Linked DNA regions of Sus scrofa: all the other regions are linked to region 3. Evidence: chromatin contacts called from public Hi-C and targeted proximity ligation data. All regions are on one chromosome and are shown on one strand. The core of a region is the stretch at or near the end of the contact, and the rest is flanking DNA. Distances in the headings are between cores, read along the strand shown. Region 1 overlaps PPM1B (protein phosphatase 1B). Region 2 overlaps SLC3A1 (solute carrier family 3 member 1). Region 3 has its middle 77 kb from the start of LRPPRC. Region 4 overlaps SLC3A1 (solute carrier family 3 member 1).

Region 1 (3,866 bases), core at 845-3,344, 150 kb after region 3:
GTTCTAGTTCTGTGGAAAATGTCATGGGTAATTTGATAGGGATTTCATTGAATCTGTAGATTGCTTTGGGTAGTATGGCCCTTTTAACAATATCAGTTCTTCCAGCTTAAGAGCATGGAATATCTTTCTATTTCTTTTTTCTTTTTTTTTTTTTTTTTTTTTTTTTTGTCTTTTTGCTATTTCTTTGGGCCGCTCCTGCGGCATATGGAGGTTCCCAGGCTAGGGGTCGAATAGGAGCTGTAGCTGCCAGCCTACGCCGGAGCCACAGCAAGGCGGGATCCGAGCCGTGTCTGCAACCTACACCACAGCTCACGGCAACTCCAGATCGTTAACCCACTGAGCAAGGGCAGGGACCGAACCCGCAACCTCATGGTTCCTAGTCGGATTCGTTAACCACTGCGCCACGACGGGAACTCCTCTTTCTATTTCTTTGAATCCTCTTTAATGTCCTTGATTATAGAGGGTGTTTTTTTTTGTTTTTTGTTTTTGAGGTTTTATAGTTGATTTACATTGTTCTGTCAATTTCTGCTATACAACAAAGTGATCCAGTCATACATATATACACATTCTTTCTCTCACTGTCCTTCATTATGCTGATTGTAGTTTTTAACTTAACAAAATATTGATCTCAGGGGCCTGTTGCAGATACTTGATGATAATCGTTCAATCAAAGAAGACTTTAAAATCCTTGGAAAAGCAGCCACTACAAATCAATATGCTTGGTACTTCTTTTTTATAAGGTAGTGTCCTTCAAGAGTGCTGTATTCCTGTTCGGGCTTTAAATCATTAAAATTTTGAGGCGAAAGCGTTCTGGTGTATTGGCAAATCTGTGTATGTATTTTTAGTTGGAGTGTACAAGGGAGGTGTAATGCTAAATAGGAAATAGCCTTTAATTTAAATTGGTTAATTAGCTATTTGGTGAATGCCTTTCACGTGTATTCATTTCTTCAGCTGTCCCTGAGGATGTAGCAGAAAACAAAGCAAAGGAGTGTATATTTTAGTTGAGCCGTGTGTGTGTGTGTGTGTGTGTGTGTGTGTGTGTGTGTGTGTGTGTGTGTATTAACAGAAGAAAAACAGAACAGTAAGCAGGTAAAATTGGTTAGGAAGTTATCTGTGAGGAAAAACATTTGAGCAGATATCTATATGAGAGAACTTTCCAGGGAGGGAGCATTCCAGCAAAGGGCACAGCAAAGACTGAGGAGCAAATGTGCTTAGAGTGTGTGGCTGAATTCGAATGAGCTGGTAGAAAAGTAAGACTAAGGTTGCTAAGAAGCAGATCATGTAAAGCTCTGCAGACCACAAATGAGGACTTGAGACTTTATTCAAATGGTGATGGGAAGTCATCCAGAGATTTTGAGTGCAAGAGTGACTTAACCTGACTTTTTTAAAAAGAATCTCTCAGTTACTGTGTGAAGAGATAGTAAAGAGGGGACAAGAGAGGAAGCCGGGAGACCAATTAGGAATCATATAGTAATTCAGGTGGCAGATAATGGTGGAGGATTGGACTCCAGTAGCAGTAGTGGAGGGATGTGAATTTGGTAAAGCACTAGCAGACTGCAGTGGTTCTCAAATGGGGGAGATTTTGTCCACCTTGAGACACATGGCAATGTCTGGAGACAGTAGTGGTCTCATAACTGAGAGGGTGTCACTGGCATCTAGTGAGTGAGGCCAGGATGTTGCTTAACATTCTGCAGTGCACAGGGCATTCACAGTAAAACTTTGTCTGTAATGTCCATAGTGCTGAGGTTGAGAAACCCTATGCTGTAGAGATATAAGTGTAAGGTGGAAAAATCAGTCCTTCCCTCAGGAAACGTGCAGTCTGTGATCTGGGAGACATTGTGTCCAGTGCAAGTATGTAGCAGTACACCTACTCCAGGCTTGGATCCAGAAGACTTTGAGAAAGTGACATATAAAGTTGAAACCTAGAGGATGAATACAGCTTAACCACAGAGGGGTTGGTTGGATTGATATAAAGAGTGTTCCAAACCAAGAGAGGAAGTACATGTGAAAATCTAGAGGTGGAGAAGACTTTGAATAGCACCTTTGGAGATCCAGGGAGGAGCGGGGAGGAGCTGGATGAGAGTGGTGAAAGTCAAGGTCACAGTGAAGGCCTTGTCGAGGGAGGCATGGTAAACAGTTTGGATTTTGAATCTTGAGGGCTGCCTAGAACCAGGACAGTTGTTTGTTGTTGTTGTCTTAGACGTAAATTGCCATTGTCTGATTTTCAAGGTTGTATCTTGATACTAGCCAAATAATTGTTTTAAAAATCTTTTCCACACATTATAAACATAAGTGGAACATGTAAGTGTTTTCTTTTGCTCCCAAGTATTAGCAAGTTCTCAGATTTATTTCCTTTTTTTGTTTTCTGTAAATTGTGGAATATAACTATTTAAGTACCAAAAACCTATAAACCAAATTTTTTTTTCTTTTCTTTTTTGGCCACCCCTCAGCATATGAAGTTCCGGAGCTAGGGATCAGATCCAAGCCACAGCTGTGACTTATGCTGCAGTTGCAGCAATGCCAGATCCTTTAACCCATCATATCTGACCCACAGTTGTAACCTTTGCTGCAGCTGCAGCAGTGCCAGATCCTTTAACCCTCTGTGCCAGGCCAGGGATAGAACCTGTGTCCTGGCGCTGCAGAGACACTGCTGATTCCGTTGTGCCACAGCAGAAACTCTTGTAAAACAAATTTTAATTTTCCCTTTTCTCCTTATAATCTTTACCCATACATTGCTTTTGTTTTCCTGTAATTGCAACAAGTAATATCTTTTCTGTTTTCACATAAAATAGATGAGAATTGTTTTTCCATGTAGCTATATCCCTTTATGGACATTTAATTTGTTCCAATTTTGCTTTCATGAATAATGCTAGAAGGAGTGTATGCAATTAACTTTTTATCTTTTTCTGTTCCTTGTGTGATCATAAGGTAATACTTTTTTATATTTTAAAATAGGGTACTAACAAATAGTACCTCTTATTTCACTTTGTGAATACCGAGTTACCACATTAATTTGGGAACTCTTTTTAAAAACCTACAGAAATTATGGAGAAGTCTGGTGAGGAAGGAATGCCTGATCTTGCCCATGTCATGCGCATCTTGTCTGCCGAAAATATCCCAAATTTGCCTCCTGGGGGAGGTCTTGCTGGCAAGTAAGTAGAACAAAGAGAACTAATTTTGACTTCACTTATAATTAGTAATTAAATAATTTTAATTTAAGAAGTACATCAATTATCTAAAGATGAAATGAGTTGATAGTTCTTATATTAGAGAATAACTCTAAAATTTCATTTAAAAGAGATTTTGTAAAAGGAATTGTTTGTTACACTCTTTGAGGATGAAGGTCCTTCTTTAAATTAAAACAAGTTAGATTATGCAGGATCAGATTATGAGTGAAGTGCAGAAAACTATTCTTGGCCAGTATTTAGTGCAGTAATTAATTTCTGAGTGTAGTCAAGATATGAAGTGTTATGTTAAATACACAGAAGCTTAACAATTGTATGTAACTTAAAACTAAAGCATAATTTTTTTTAGGCGCAATGTTATTGAAGCTGTTTATAGTAGGCTGAATCCACATAGAGAAAGTGATGGGGTAAGTTTTATTTTATTTCTTAAGTATTTTGGATAATTTTATAATATAAATAGTTTTATAATATAAATACTAGATACGAATGCATTCGCACAATGAAATCTGTAACACATTATGACTGCTTTTCATTTCAAGGAGTAAGTTAAAGTTTCAGGAAGTGTATTAGAGTAGAGGTGAAGTTCTGTTGTGTAGGTAGGTTTATTGTCACTTCATGGACATCAGATACCTTTCTGTGTGGGCTTCACTTATTTCCTCCCTGTGTGTCTGCCTTTCCTTC
Region 2 (3,916 bases), core at 783-3,282, 220 kb after region 3:
AGTTTTTGCTGTTTTGTCTCATCGCACAAGGATAACATCTCTTACTGGACTCCAGTGAAAATCCCTGCCGGGGCCACATGGTTATGCTGAGCTACACATTTCTCATTCTTTAATGTTGGGTCAATAGTTAGCAATTCTGAGATCCCTGAAGTCAATGAGGACCCCATGAAGAAAACCAGTAGCCTTGTTTTAGGAAATCAGTGCTTAAAAGCTTAATGTTTACAATAGCATGATGGTTTAATGTTTTCCCACATTTTTGTCAGAGGCTGCTCGGATGGATTATAGTTACTTGTGTCACCCCACTCCTGCTCTTCTGTCAATGTTCCCTCTTATAAAGAACAGCGCCACCTGGGGGTAGATCTGGGTTGTGTGGGATCCGAAGCTTGTAAACATTGGGGGCCTTCTTAATACCAAAAAAAAAAAAAAAAAAAAAAAAAAAAAGGAGTTCCCATCATGGCTCAGTGGAAAAAGAATCTGACTAAATCCATGAGGATGCAGGTTTGCAGATTCGATCCCTAGCCTCGCTCAGTGGGTTGAGGATCTGGCATTATCGTGAACTGTGGTGTAGGTCACAGACACAGCTCGGATCCAGCATTGCTGTGGCTGTGATGTAGGCCGGCAGCTACAGCTCCCATTCAGCCCCTAGCCTGGGAACTTCCATATGCTGTGGGTGCAGGCCTAAAAAGAAAAAAAAAAAAGGAAAAAAAATGGTTATGTTTATTCAGAATGAAAAAAGAATGTGGGTAGAAAAGGGCCCATATAATGAAGGGTCTTAAAGCTTAAGCTTGGTTAGCTTTAGGCTAAGTGAGCCCTTGAGCCGACTACCATGAAGAGGTAATTCTTCAGATCCTGTTGTACAGATGAGGTGCCTTCTTATCTGCTGTCTTCTCTAGCTGAATCACTAACCAACTGTGTTTACTTCCTGTGGTGCTGACCTCCCTAGCAAATCCTGCTTTTCCATCCACCTTCTTGTATTATCATTTAAAGCTTTATCAGGTCTGTGATTTAGATTTTTTTTTTGCATTAATATTTGTCTAGCTGAGGACTCTCAAAAAGAATTCTTGAGACTTAGGACTGTGTCAAGGTTGTGTTGTTTTTGCTCATGGTTCTAGTTCCAAGTGCCTTGTCCATAGTGGGAACCCAAATACCTATTGAATGAAGGATTTTGTGAAGAAGTAAGGATGTTAACAATAAATTTGTGGGTTTTGTACCCCAAGAAAAATTGTGCTGGGGAGGGCCATCCTAAGGTTATTAGGGTCAACTGTGTTCACGATGAGGCCTGTTAGCAGCAGAGCCTGCTCTTAGATTTGAAGACTTTGTTCAAGCTGTGCCATTTGGGATCTGATCTGCAGGGGCTGACAGCAGCATCAAGCCCTACATCCAGCTTATAGAAACTTTTGGGAGCCTTGAAATGCAGCACCCCAGAGCTCCCATATGCACATGTAGACACAAGAAACACACTTGGAATCAAGCAAGTGATTTTGGGGACCCTCCTCATTTGGGATCTGCTCCCCTTACTAGGTGACATTTGGCTTCTTCATTCCAGTGTATTACAGGCAGTACTGCCCTAGCATGATCTACACATGCCGGTAAAACCTTCCTTTCAGCAAGGATTGAGCTGAAAGGAGAACAGGAAGAGCCACTGTCCCTTTGCAGCAGGGTGGCTTTCAGTGGGTGCAGGAGTAGGGCCAGCTGTGAGGGAATGGCTTGGAGGGGAGAGGGGAGCTGAAACCTGGGCCCTTTTCCAGGTCACCTGGTCCTCTGAACTGCCCCAACACAGGCCAAGACATTCTCTGCCTCCATGCTTGGCCCATGCTTGCCACAAACAGTCCAGAATGTTCTTCTAGATCTTACTCCTTGATGACATCCTGCCGGTCAAGTTCAAGCCCTAGCTTTCCCTTGTCTGGCTGTGTCCACCCACATTAAATTTGATCCCCTTGGAGCTCCAGCGGCCCTGCAGACAGGAATCTCATGTTGAAGCACGTCCTGCCTTCCATTCAGTAACCCCCTCGGGTCTCATGTGTCCCCAACTACTCTGTAGATGCCTGGAAGCCAGGGAACATGCTGTACTTCGTCAGTGTCCCAACAGTATCACAGTGTTTGACTCGTCCAGGCTTGATAGCTCATTCTTTCATTCCACAACTGGTTCACTAAGTAACAGGTGCCAGGTCAGTGGCAAGGGAAACAGAAGTGAAAGCTGCCGTCTCTCCCTCAGGAATCTCCCAGTCTGGTGAAGAACCCTTCATCGTTAGCTGCTTAATTGGTTATTTTCTCTCAGTTCGGAGGGACCTATTTTAGGAACTGGGCATGGGGGAGATGAGCTATGTTCCCAGTTTCTCCCAAGTCCTATCTTTCATTGTGGTTTCACTCTTTCATTTTGAGTGGACTCTTTACGCGCTGGGAACATGCTCATGGCATCAATGACAAATGTGAACATTCTGTATTCAAATGTGAGGGAAGAAATGAGCCCAGAAATGCAGTTACTCCAAGTTCATTATGCTCAGACACTGCTGTGCTAATAAACAAGAATACACCAGTGAGTGCTGTACTTGCAGAGGTGATCTTTTTTTGTTTTTGGTTGCACCTGTGGCATATGCAAGTTCCCCGGCCAGGGATCGAATTTTGAGCCGCAGCTGGGACCTATGCCACAGCTGCAGCAAGGCCACATTCTCAAGTCACTGCACAGGGCCTGGGATGGAACCCGCGCCTCCGCAGTGACCTGAGCTACTGCAGAGACAAGGCCAGATCCTTAATGTGCTGCACCACAGTGGGAACTCTGGACGTGATTGTTTTATGACAGAAAGTCATTTACAGACAGAACCTTTACAAAACCTTACCACAATAATGTGTAGTTAATGTAACCAAGCATTTTGTTTCTTCACGTTTAGGAAATCATACAGTTCTGGCTCTCAAAGGGTGTCGACGGCTTTAGTTTTGATGCTGTTCAGTTTCTCCTAGAAGCAAAGCATCTGCGAGACGAGACCCAAGTGAATAAGACCCAAATCCCGGTAAAGTTTTGTTTTAAACATACCTATATATCTATAAAAATATTTTAAAATATATTCAGTGTATTACATATATATGTAATATATATATTTTTCCTTTTCCAAAAATGTCATCAGAGTGGTTTTTTTTAGCCGGAGACACCATTTATCAGAGGTGAGTTCTATCCTGCCGTAGGAAGTGCTTTGAATCATTTTCTTTAGGAACCACCAAGGAGTTTCAAACACATGTGACCAGACCGCTCTGGTTTCCTCCAGAGTGATCCCTTGAGGAGCCCTTTGGTGACGAGTGTTCTGAGGGCATGGACAGTGTAAGGCTGTAACTTACTGCAATTTTGTCATTCACTCAAGGCTCAAGGGAGGTGCCTCAGTTCTGCAGGTGCTTTTGTAGTCATTAAAGAACACAAAGGGGAGTTCCCGTAGTGGCTCAGCAGAAACGAATCTGACTAGTAACCACGAGGACGCAGGTTCGGTCCCTGCCTCGCTCAGTGGGCTAAGGATCTGGCATTGCTGTGAGTTGTGGTGTAGGTTGCAGATGCAGCTCAGATCCCAGGTTGCTGTGGCTGTGGCATCGGCTGGCAGCTACAGCTCCGATTCGACCCCTAGCCTGGGAACCTTCATATGCCCTAAAAAGACAGCAAAGGAAAAAAAAAAAAAGACACAAAGGTAGAGAAGGGAAGGGAAATAACACTTGCTGAGTGGCAATTGTGTGCTATGTGCTGTTTCCTTTTAACTCTCTCAGCATCGCCTGAGGTTTGATGATCTCCATTTAGCAAATCTTAGAGAAATTAATTTATTGAGGGTGACAGAGGTGATGAATGGAATTACTGCCCAAGGCTACCTGTTACAGAATCTGGACTCCTTGTGTTTCCTCACCAGTGGTCCTCAACCCTCCCCCCATGCCACACATGAGA
Region 3 (3,648 bases), core at 903-3,402:
TGTCAGTTCTGCTTCTGAAAGCTCTTTATTCATTCCTTTTTTTCCATCTTTAGTGCCTTATCCCTGGTCACTGTCCTCATTATCTGTCACCTGGACTATATCCTAACTCATCTTCTTGCCTCCAATCCAATTTTCCTCCTTCAATCCACTCTCCACGTTGTTGCCAGAAAGGTCCTACAAAAACTCTGCTCTGGGAGTTCCCGTTGTGGTTCAGCAGAAATGAACCTGACTACTGTCCATGAGGTTGTGGATTCAATCCCTGGCCTCGCTCAGTGGGTTAAGGACCCAGTATTGCCATGAAGCTGTGGTGTAGGTTGCAGATGCAGCTCGGATCCTGAGTTGCTGTGGCTGTGGTGTAGGCAGGCAGCTCGAGCTCCGATTCGACTCCTATCCTGGGAACTTCCATATGCCAAGAGTGCGGCCCTAAAAAGCAAAAAAACAAAAACAAAAAAAACAAACAAAAAGACCCCCAAAAAACCAACAACTCTGATCTGAGCCTGTATGCCCAGAACATAGGCTCCAAAGTCCAAACTACTCAGTAAGGCTAATTTAAAGGCACCTGGTTGTTGGTTCTTGCTGACCTTCCAAATTCCGATGCTGGCAGAATCAGGACTAGAAACCCAGGTTGCCCGATTCTCAAGTCTAGTACTCTTCTCAAGACTCTCTGCCTTCTCCAAGAACCTCTCCCAGTTGTTTTCATTCCACAGGTGACACGTGCATGGAGGACTCCTTGCCTTTCTGACACAGGGAATTTTGAGTAAACCCTGTCATGAGCTAGAACATCGCAAAGTAGACAAGACACACACAAGGGTGTTGTGTTCCTTGTCCATTATGAACACACAATGTCGTAAGGGGAAGGCGTAGAAAGGGTTCGCAAGAGAAGGGAATAAAAAGGAAATTAAAGTGTCTGTTAGACAATACTGAATTCATGGAGAGCCCCAGTACCGCATAAGGATTATCTCAGCTATCCTCACATTGCAATTCTTCCCCAAGAAGCAGATGTCTCCAGTGAGCAGACAAGGAGTCATTGGTTAAATTGTGGTCTGGGATCACTTTACAGGAGTGAGCAGAGTTTATCCCCCAACCCCCTCCCCCAGATGATGTTGGACTCGCCTCATCCAATGGAATATTACCTGACAGGATACAAACAGAGGCTCAAATATGTGTGTCTATGTTGCCTGGGCTTCTGGAACTGGCCACCCTATGCCGGGAGAGGAGCCTGCCTCAGGTAGCCATTGTCCTTTCCTCCTGCATCAGGAAATGGAACCACGTGGAGCAGAACTGTGTCAGCTCCTAAGCCTGGAGTCCAGCCTTGCTCAGCCAGCCCGGGTGAGCCCAGCTGGGATCAGACCAAGCCGACTGGCAGGCCTATTAGCAAGAAAAATCAATGTATGTTGTCCTCAGCTCCTGAGATTTTGAGGTGGTTTGCAACGCAGCAAAAATCGACTAATCCAAAGGTAAAGCGGGTTTGATTTTTGTTTTTATCAAGTTCAAAATCAACTCCTCATTTTCCTTTTGTGGATTATCTACAGGAGGAAAGTAATAAGGACGAGGTTGACCTTCTCCCAGCCCCCAGCACATTTCTAGGGCATCTCCCAGCATGCCGACTGCATAATGCGAAAGCTCCGCAGCCTCATTCTCATATTCGCCTGACGAGAAAGTAAATTAGGACCGGTGCACTCCTGCCTGCCTCCCCCACTTAAGTCGCGGTGACACGCAAAGTAAAACAGAAATCCAGCGCCCCTTTGTTATTAAATACCCACGCCACTGCTTCCCATTTCAGAAACTGGGGTTTGTTTTTTATCAAGGGTCTCCGGCGTTGGAGATCCTGTCCCTACGTAGTTCTCACCATAATTTTTTCTAGCGAGAGTTCATGATGCCTGAGTCCTTTTATAAAAGGAATGTTCCCAGGAGGAAGCCAGCAGGGTCAATTGCACAATGTCCTATGGCCTGGATTACACAGACCTCGTTTTCCTCTAGCTGAGATCGCAGAGGACCTCTCCTGTCTTGTCTCTTTAGCCTCTTGTGTGTTTTCCTTCCCCTCCCAAGGTCTCGACAGCTTGCGCCCATTTTCACTGGTTCCTTCCAGCGGCCAAGAACAGCTTCCCTGCAGCCTGGAGCCTCCGCGCCATTGCGGACGCTCTCCTCCAGGTGGCAGTAGAGAGCCGCTCCCTGCCCGGCAGCTTACGTCACCTTGTTTACCGGGCTCCTGGTCATTTTTAGATCTAAGATCATAGGATGTTAATTGGGCCAATGATTCCCCATTCATTTTGGCAAAAGGCCCTTCTTGTGGGCGTTGGGACAAGGGTGATGTCCTTCCTGACAGTGAGATTTTACTGTGAGGAGTATTTATTTGCAAACTTTTGGAATTTCATCTTTAGGAGATGGGAGCGCCTCTCTTCCGTCTGTGCTGTGGGCTTGTTTTTGGGTCACTTTAATTTTGGATCCCAAACAAGGGTGGCGTTAACCAGGGAGAGAGAGGAGGCATTTCCAGAGCCAGCTGAGAGCTCTCAGAAAGAGTCTGCCTTTTTACTTTCCCTTCCTCCTTATAAATAACTACTCAGCAGGAAAGCCCTTGGACTTTGGAACGTGGAGAAATAAGGAAAACAGCTGATTTGGGCAATCTGTGCCCTGATACATTGTGGGGAGACATCTTGAAGCTCAAGGGCTGGGAGGGTCCTGCCTCAGTGGCCCTTACCCAGAAACTGGATCTGAATGTCTCATTGACATCAATCACGAATTTCCTGGACTGGAATTTTTCATCTCAACAACAACAACAAACACCAGTTATTATTCTTTATTTACTACTCCTGCGCTCCCAGCCTGGTGAGGAAAGGGGAGGCACAGAGGAGCCGAATGGCCTAGCGCACCCTCTTAGGGCCAGGTCCTGTGTAGGTTTTGCAAAAGTAAAACCTTCAGAAGCCTTGGGATTTCTGCTTGTTCTGTAACAGCTTGGCTAGGGTAGGAGATGGATGGAAGGAGCTGGAAGTTTGTGACTGTACAAGAGGCAAAATAAACAAATAGAATTCCTAATCCTTTACAAGAGCATCTTATGCTAAAGGAAAGGGAAATTCTATAGATTAATGTGAAAAATAAGCAAGGCTCCAAGTTTCTTAAGTGCCCGTTTTTCCCGTCCACCTGCCATCCCATGCTTTTACATACTCCTGCTGCTGCCACATAAAAACCAACTCCCAGAGAGGGCAAAGTCCCTCTTCCTCAAGCAGGGAGCAATCCGCAGTCCACCCAGTGATCACGCTGGCCTGGAGAAATAGGTGTTTTCATGCAGGCAGGAAGAGAAGGAAAATTCAATTTGGTTCCATTCAACAGCCATTTCTCGAGCTCCTAATCTGTGTCAACTACTCAGACAGGCTATATAGGTCATAAACACATGAAAAGGAATGGCTCCTGCCACTGCGGAATGTCAAGTCTAGTAGAGTTTACAGTCAAAGGGAGTTTTTTTGTTCCTTTTTGAAAGCACATAAAGAAAGACAGGTTGAAAAGAGGCATAACAATAGAAATGGAAAACGCCAGGTCATGGCTTGGGAAAGCATTCCTCCACTTTGGTGGCTGCTTAAGGGGGTTGCTGGGGACCAGGCCTGTCAACAAAGGCAGAGTGCTCGGTGGAGAACAGAAGCCCCACACTCCAGG
Region 4 (3,990 bases), core at 1,268-3,767, 210 kb after region 3:
GGTGAGCCATGACGGGAACTCCAACATCTTAAATTTCAATGGCACCCTATCCCCTCTTCCCATCTCCCCTCCTTTATGCCCCCCAACCCCCGTCCCAGCCCAGATGGGAATCCATCTGTATTGTGAGTGTAGCAACATCACAGGTGTAAAGAGAATTTTTTAAAACCTCCTTCATCTTTACCCTTTATTCCTTGGCTGGACAAAGTCCAGCCAGGCTTATTTATAAACCACACAACGCTCATTAACATGACCAAGCATTTCAGCAAGTTCCCTCCTCACCTTTGTTACTGCAGGAAGGCGCTCTGCTGGGATAAGATTGTGAGACATGGCTGAAGATAAAAGCAAGAGAGGCTCCATTGGAATGAGTCTGAAGGGCGGCCAGACAAACAATGGGTTTGTCCAAAATGAAGACATCCGGGAGAGGGACCCAAACCCAGAGGACCGGCAGCAGCACAATGCCGTGGACATGCTTGGCCCTGGGGATCCGGACTTGAAGGATATCCGGCCCTACGCGGGGATGCCCAAGGAGGTGCTGTTCCAGTTCTCAGGCCAGGCACGCTACCGGGTGCCCCGGGAAGTCCTCTTCTGGCTCACAGTGGCTTCTGTGCTTGCGCTCATCGCAGCCACCATCTCCATCATCGCCATCTCTCCAAAGTGCCTGGACTGGTGGCAGGCAGGGCCCATGTACCAGATCTACCCAAGGTCTTTCAAGGACAGCGACAAAGACGGGAACGGAGATCTGAAAGGTGCGTGTCTTGAAACTTTTGGGCGGGGCCGGAAGGAGGTTGCTTTAGGGCTCTTCCAGTCTTGGAAAACGAATCATGCCTGGGTTGTGGGGTAAGCACATTCCATCCAGTATGACTGGTATGTTTCTCCTTGTTTATGATATTTTAAAAAGCCACTCTGCAGAACCCAGCAATCCTTCCCATATGATGAAAGGTCGCTTGCTGGGGCCCTTTGAGCCCCAAAGAGGTGTTCTGTTTATTATCCACTATGGACCCATGCGTAGTTGGTCAGTTTCTCATGTGGGCAAGTTTTCTCCTGAAATGTGCCCTGTTTCTGTGCACTTTAGGGTAGGTTATCTCGGAGTGACTAGAATTCTTTTCCCCGTGTGTGCAGTGGCTAGCTTGACAATCTGGTGGAGAGTTTCTTATTAGGGAACAAAGCGTAAAATGCTATTTTAGAAAAAGATTGAATGATGTCTTTAAAAAGCCTGAGTCTTTAAAGCTTACATCCTGAGGAATGAAGAAAAGAAAAAAAGGCATAGAGCGGGTTGGTCATTACTTAAATTAAGGATTATTTCAAACAACATCTGTATTAATCAAAAAAAGTTTAAAAAAAGTTTTTTACAGTTATGCTAATAATTTTCTAGTGTGTTATGTGTAGAACATCCTTACAATTTATTGCTCAAACAAGGACGGAGACCAAACACAAGAACTGTCCCCTGCAGATTGGTTGATGTGGTTATCCTAGTTAAGGGCAACAATAAGAAACCAATAAACTAATAACTTTTGGTATGATACTTGGTTTGAAGAAGACAAAACAATGATTTAATAGAGTGTGGGAGGTGGAAATGAACATAATTGACCTGTAACATGTTACAAATCCTCTCTTGAAATCAACTTTCCTTAATAACTATTAAGAAGAGGCTTTTCTTTTTCACACTCTGTCCTTTTCTCTCTTGAAAATCATCCTGTATCTTAACCAACTGAAATATTATCTGTCCTTCAAGATGCAGTTCAAACCCACTTCCTTCTTTAATCTTTAACCTCCCTATCAGAGGGTGCGCCTCCCTCCTTAGAGCTTAGAGCTCCTGCGGTGCTTCGGATTGTGTTTGTGGCACCCCTGATGCTCAGGACAGAAATATCTTAGCTTAGCTTGATAGCATATCTTATCTGGGTGACTTTCCTTCTAATCCCCAACCTCCTCCCTACTGCCCCCAACCCCGCGTGGTCCTAGCACCTGCTGCTTCTTGCCAAGTAAGTGCTTGGGCAAGTGAAAGATACACACCCCACTTCCCGGCCCTGCTTGTGTTTTCTCCTTCTAGATATACCTCAAATTCCTGTGCCCAGGGTGGCTTCTAATCACCTCTCACAGTTGTCACTTCCAGTAACTTGTCCTTGAAGGACTGGCTGATTCCTGTGATCAGTAGGTATTTTTCCATGAGGTTGAGGGGGATTTGTTGTGATACTTCGAAGAAATCATTTCAGGTTTCAGTCTGGTTTTGGCGGTTACCTTCTTCCCCTGGAGTGTGGGCCTGGGATCCTATGTTTACTTTGTATCTGTTCAGCCTCCCTGTTTTTATCATCCTGTTCCTTGGTACCTGTTCTTGATATAAGGTATGGCTATTCTGACTTAAATCAAAATTCTTTTGTTACCTGTTAACGCTCTGTGATGCTCACAGCCACCCACGAGTGGGAACTGAGGTATAACGCAGGCAAAAATAAGCAGCCTGTTATGGGGAAGAGCCTCCAGGTCAGGGGACTTTGTGCTTTGGCCTCAGTGACCTCTGATAGGCTCAGGTTGTAGGAAGCCGCATAGAATTCCACAGAAAGTTAGGGAGACTGAACGAGAAACTCACCTCTGACTCAGCATTTAGGACTTTGAACTGGAAACAAAAGCCCCACATTATTTCCTAATTATCCTAAGAGGTCCCAAGTACAAAGAGTTTCATTCCTCTATTTCTTCTCAGTCAAGTCTAGAATTCTCTTTTGTATAAATTCACGGCTTCTGCACTGGCTGAAGGAAATAGAATGTGAACACAGAGGTACTGGTCAGTTGTCTAGGAGCCACATTTAAAAAGTATAAGAGGAGTTCCTTGGTGGTACAGTGGGTTAAGGATCCAGCATTGTCATTGCTGTGGTTTGAGTCACTGTTGTGAGGGTTTGATCCCTGACCCTGGAACTTCCCAGTGGCCTGGGCGTGGCCAAAATAAAATACAATAAAAAGTAAAAGAGAAACAAGTAAAATTAATGTTAATAATATACTTTGTTTAATCCAACATATCCACTGTATCATTTTAATGTATAATCAATATAAAAATATGAATGAGCTATTTTACATTCTTTTCTTTTCATATTGGATCTTCCAAGTGCTTGATAGTCACGTGTGGCAAGTGTCTTCACACTGCCCAGCAGCCTAGAGATGTGATCATCAGGGGTCCTGTACGATTCTTCTTTGTACCTTGATACTTAGTCCAGCATCTGGCCTGGATTAGGTATTCGAAAACCATGCATAAGATGAATTAATAATACTGTAGTCTTGGTTTTAAATGTAAAATACGAACAAGCCACAGACGTTTTAAAATGTTATGCATTGATGTTAAAGGTCAAAGGTTATTGCTAGAAGACGAATTTGCCGTGGTTTGTAGAACTAGTTCGCTCTTTGAATTTCCCCCAGATTCAACACAATTCCAAATATTTCTGTCTTGATCTAAAAACTTCCATCTTGGGCCTATTGCTTTTGTTTTTATTTTTATTTTATTTTATTTTATTTTACTTTTGGCCACACCAGAGGCATGTGAAAATTTCCAGGCCAGGGATCAAACCAGCGCCACAGCAGCGACCTGAGCCATGGCAGTGACAACGCTGGATCCTTAACCCAGGAATTCTGTATTCCTTTTATTTTTAATCCTTTAACTCAAAAAAAACCAAACTTTATTTATTTTTCATGGCTTTGACTTTTTTCTTCAGGTATTCAAGATAAGCTGGATTACCTCACAACTTTAAATATAAAAACTGTTTGGATTACTTCATTTTATAAGTCATCCCTTAAAGATTTCCGGTATGGTGTTGAAGATTTCCGAGAAATAGATCCCATTTTTGGAACAATGAAAGATTTTGAGAATCTGGTTGCAGCCATACATGATAAAGGTAAATTGGATGGAAGGTGGGTGGGATGAGTTGAGAAAAACATTTTTCTATCTGTTATATTATTCTCATATAATCTTGGCCTAACATTTGAAATATTTTCACTCATTAGGTTTGAAAT

Evidence for each region. Hi-C and Micro-C count contacts between places; a contact is called where the count stands out from the background.
Region 1: a contact with region 3 is called in a targeted proximity ligation map of skeletal muscle. A contact is called at or near these places in 1 of 47 Hi-C or Micro-C datasets (embryonic fibroblasts) and 1 of 2 datasets of targeted methods (skeletal muscle).
Region 2: a contact with region 3 is called in a targeted proximity ligation map of skeletal muscle. A contact is called at or near these places in 19 of 47 Hi-C or Micro-C datasets (alveolar macrophages, blood, embryonic fibroblasts and 11 more) and 1 of 2 datasets of targeted methods (skeletal muscle).
Region 4: a contact with region 3 is called in a Hi-C map of liver, with 2.3 times the contacts expected there. A contact is called at or near these places in 2 of 47 Hi-C or Micro-C datasets (liver and subcutaneous adipose tissue) and 1 of 2 datasets of targeted methods (skeletal muscle).

What each region holds. Positions count from the first base shown.
Region 1 is chr3:96,249,094-96,252,959 of Sscrofa11.1, reverse strand. PPM1B (protein phosphatase 1B) reads left to right here. Exons shown (of 7, transcript XM_003125179.4): 5 at 3,041-3,152; 6 at 3,535-3,592. Among named protein-coding and RNA genes, the nearest start is that of SLC3A1, 50 kb to the right of the region's middle.
Region 2 is chr3:96,171,592-96,175,507 of Sscrofa11.1, reverse strand. SLC3A1 (solute carrier family 3 member 1) reads left to right here. Exons shown (of 14, transcript NM_001123042.1): 8 at 2,889-3,008. Among named protein-coding and RNA genes, the nearest start is that of SLC3A1, 28 kb to the left of the region's middle.
Region 3 is chr3:96,396,000-96,399,647 of Sscrofa11.1, reverse strand. No RefSeq gene overlaps it. Among named protein-coding and RNA genes, the nearest start is that of LRPPRC, 77 kb to the left of the region's middle.
Region 4 is chr3:96,190,533-96,194,522 of Sscrofa11.1, reverse strand. SLC3A1 (solute carrier family 3 member 1) reads left to right here. Exons shown (of 14, transcript NM_001123042.1): 3 at 294-746; 4 at 3,693-3,872; 5 at 3,982-3,990. The coding sequence starts at 326. Among named protein-coding and RNA genes, the nearest start is that of SLC3A1, 8.5 kb to the left of the region's middle.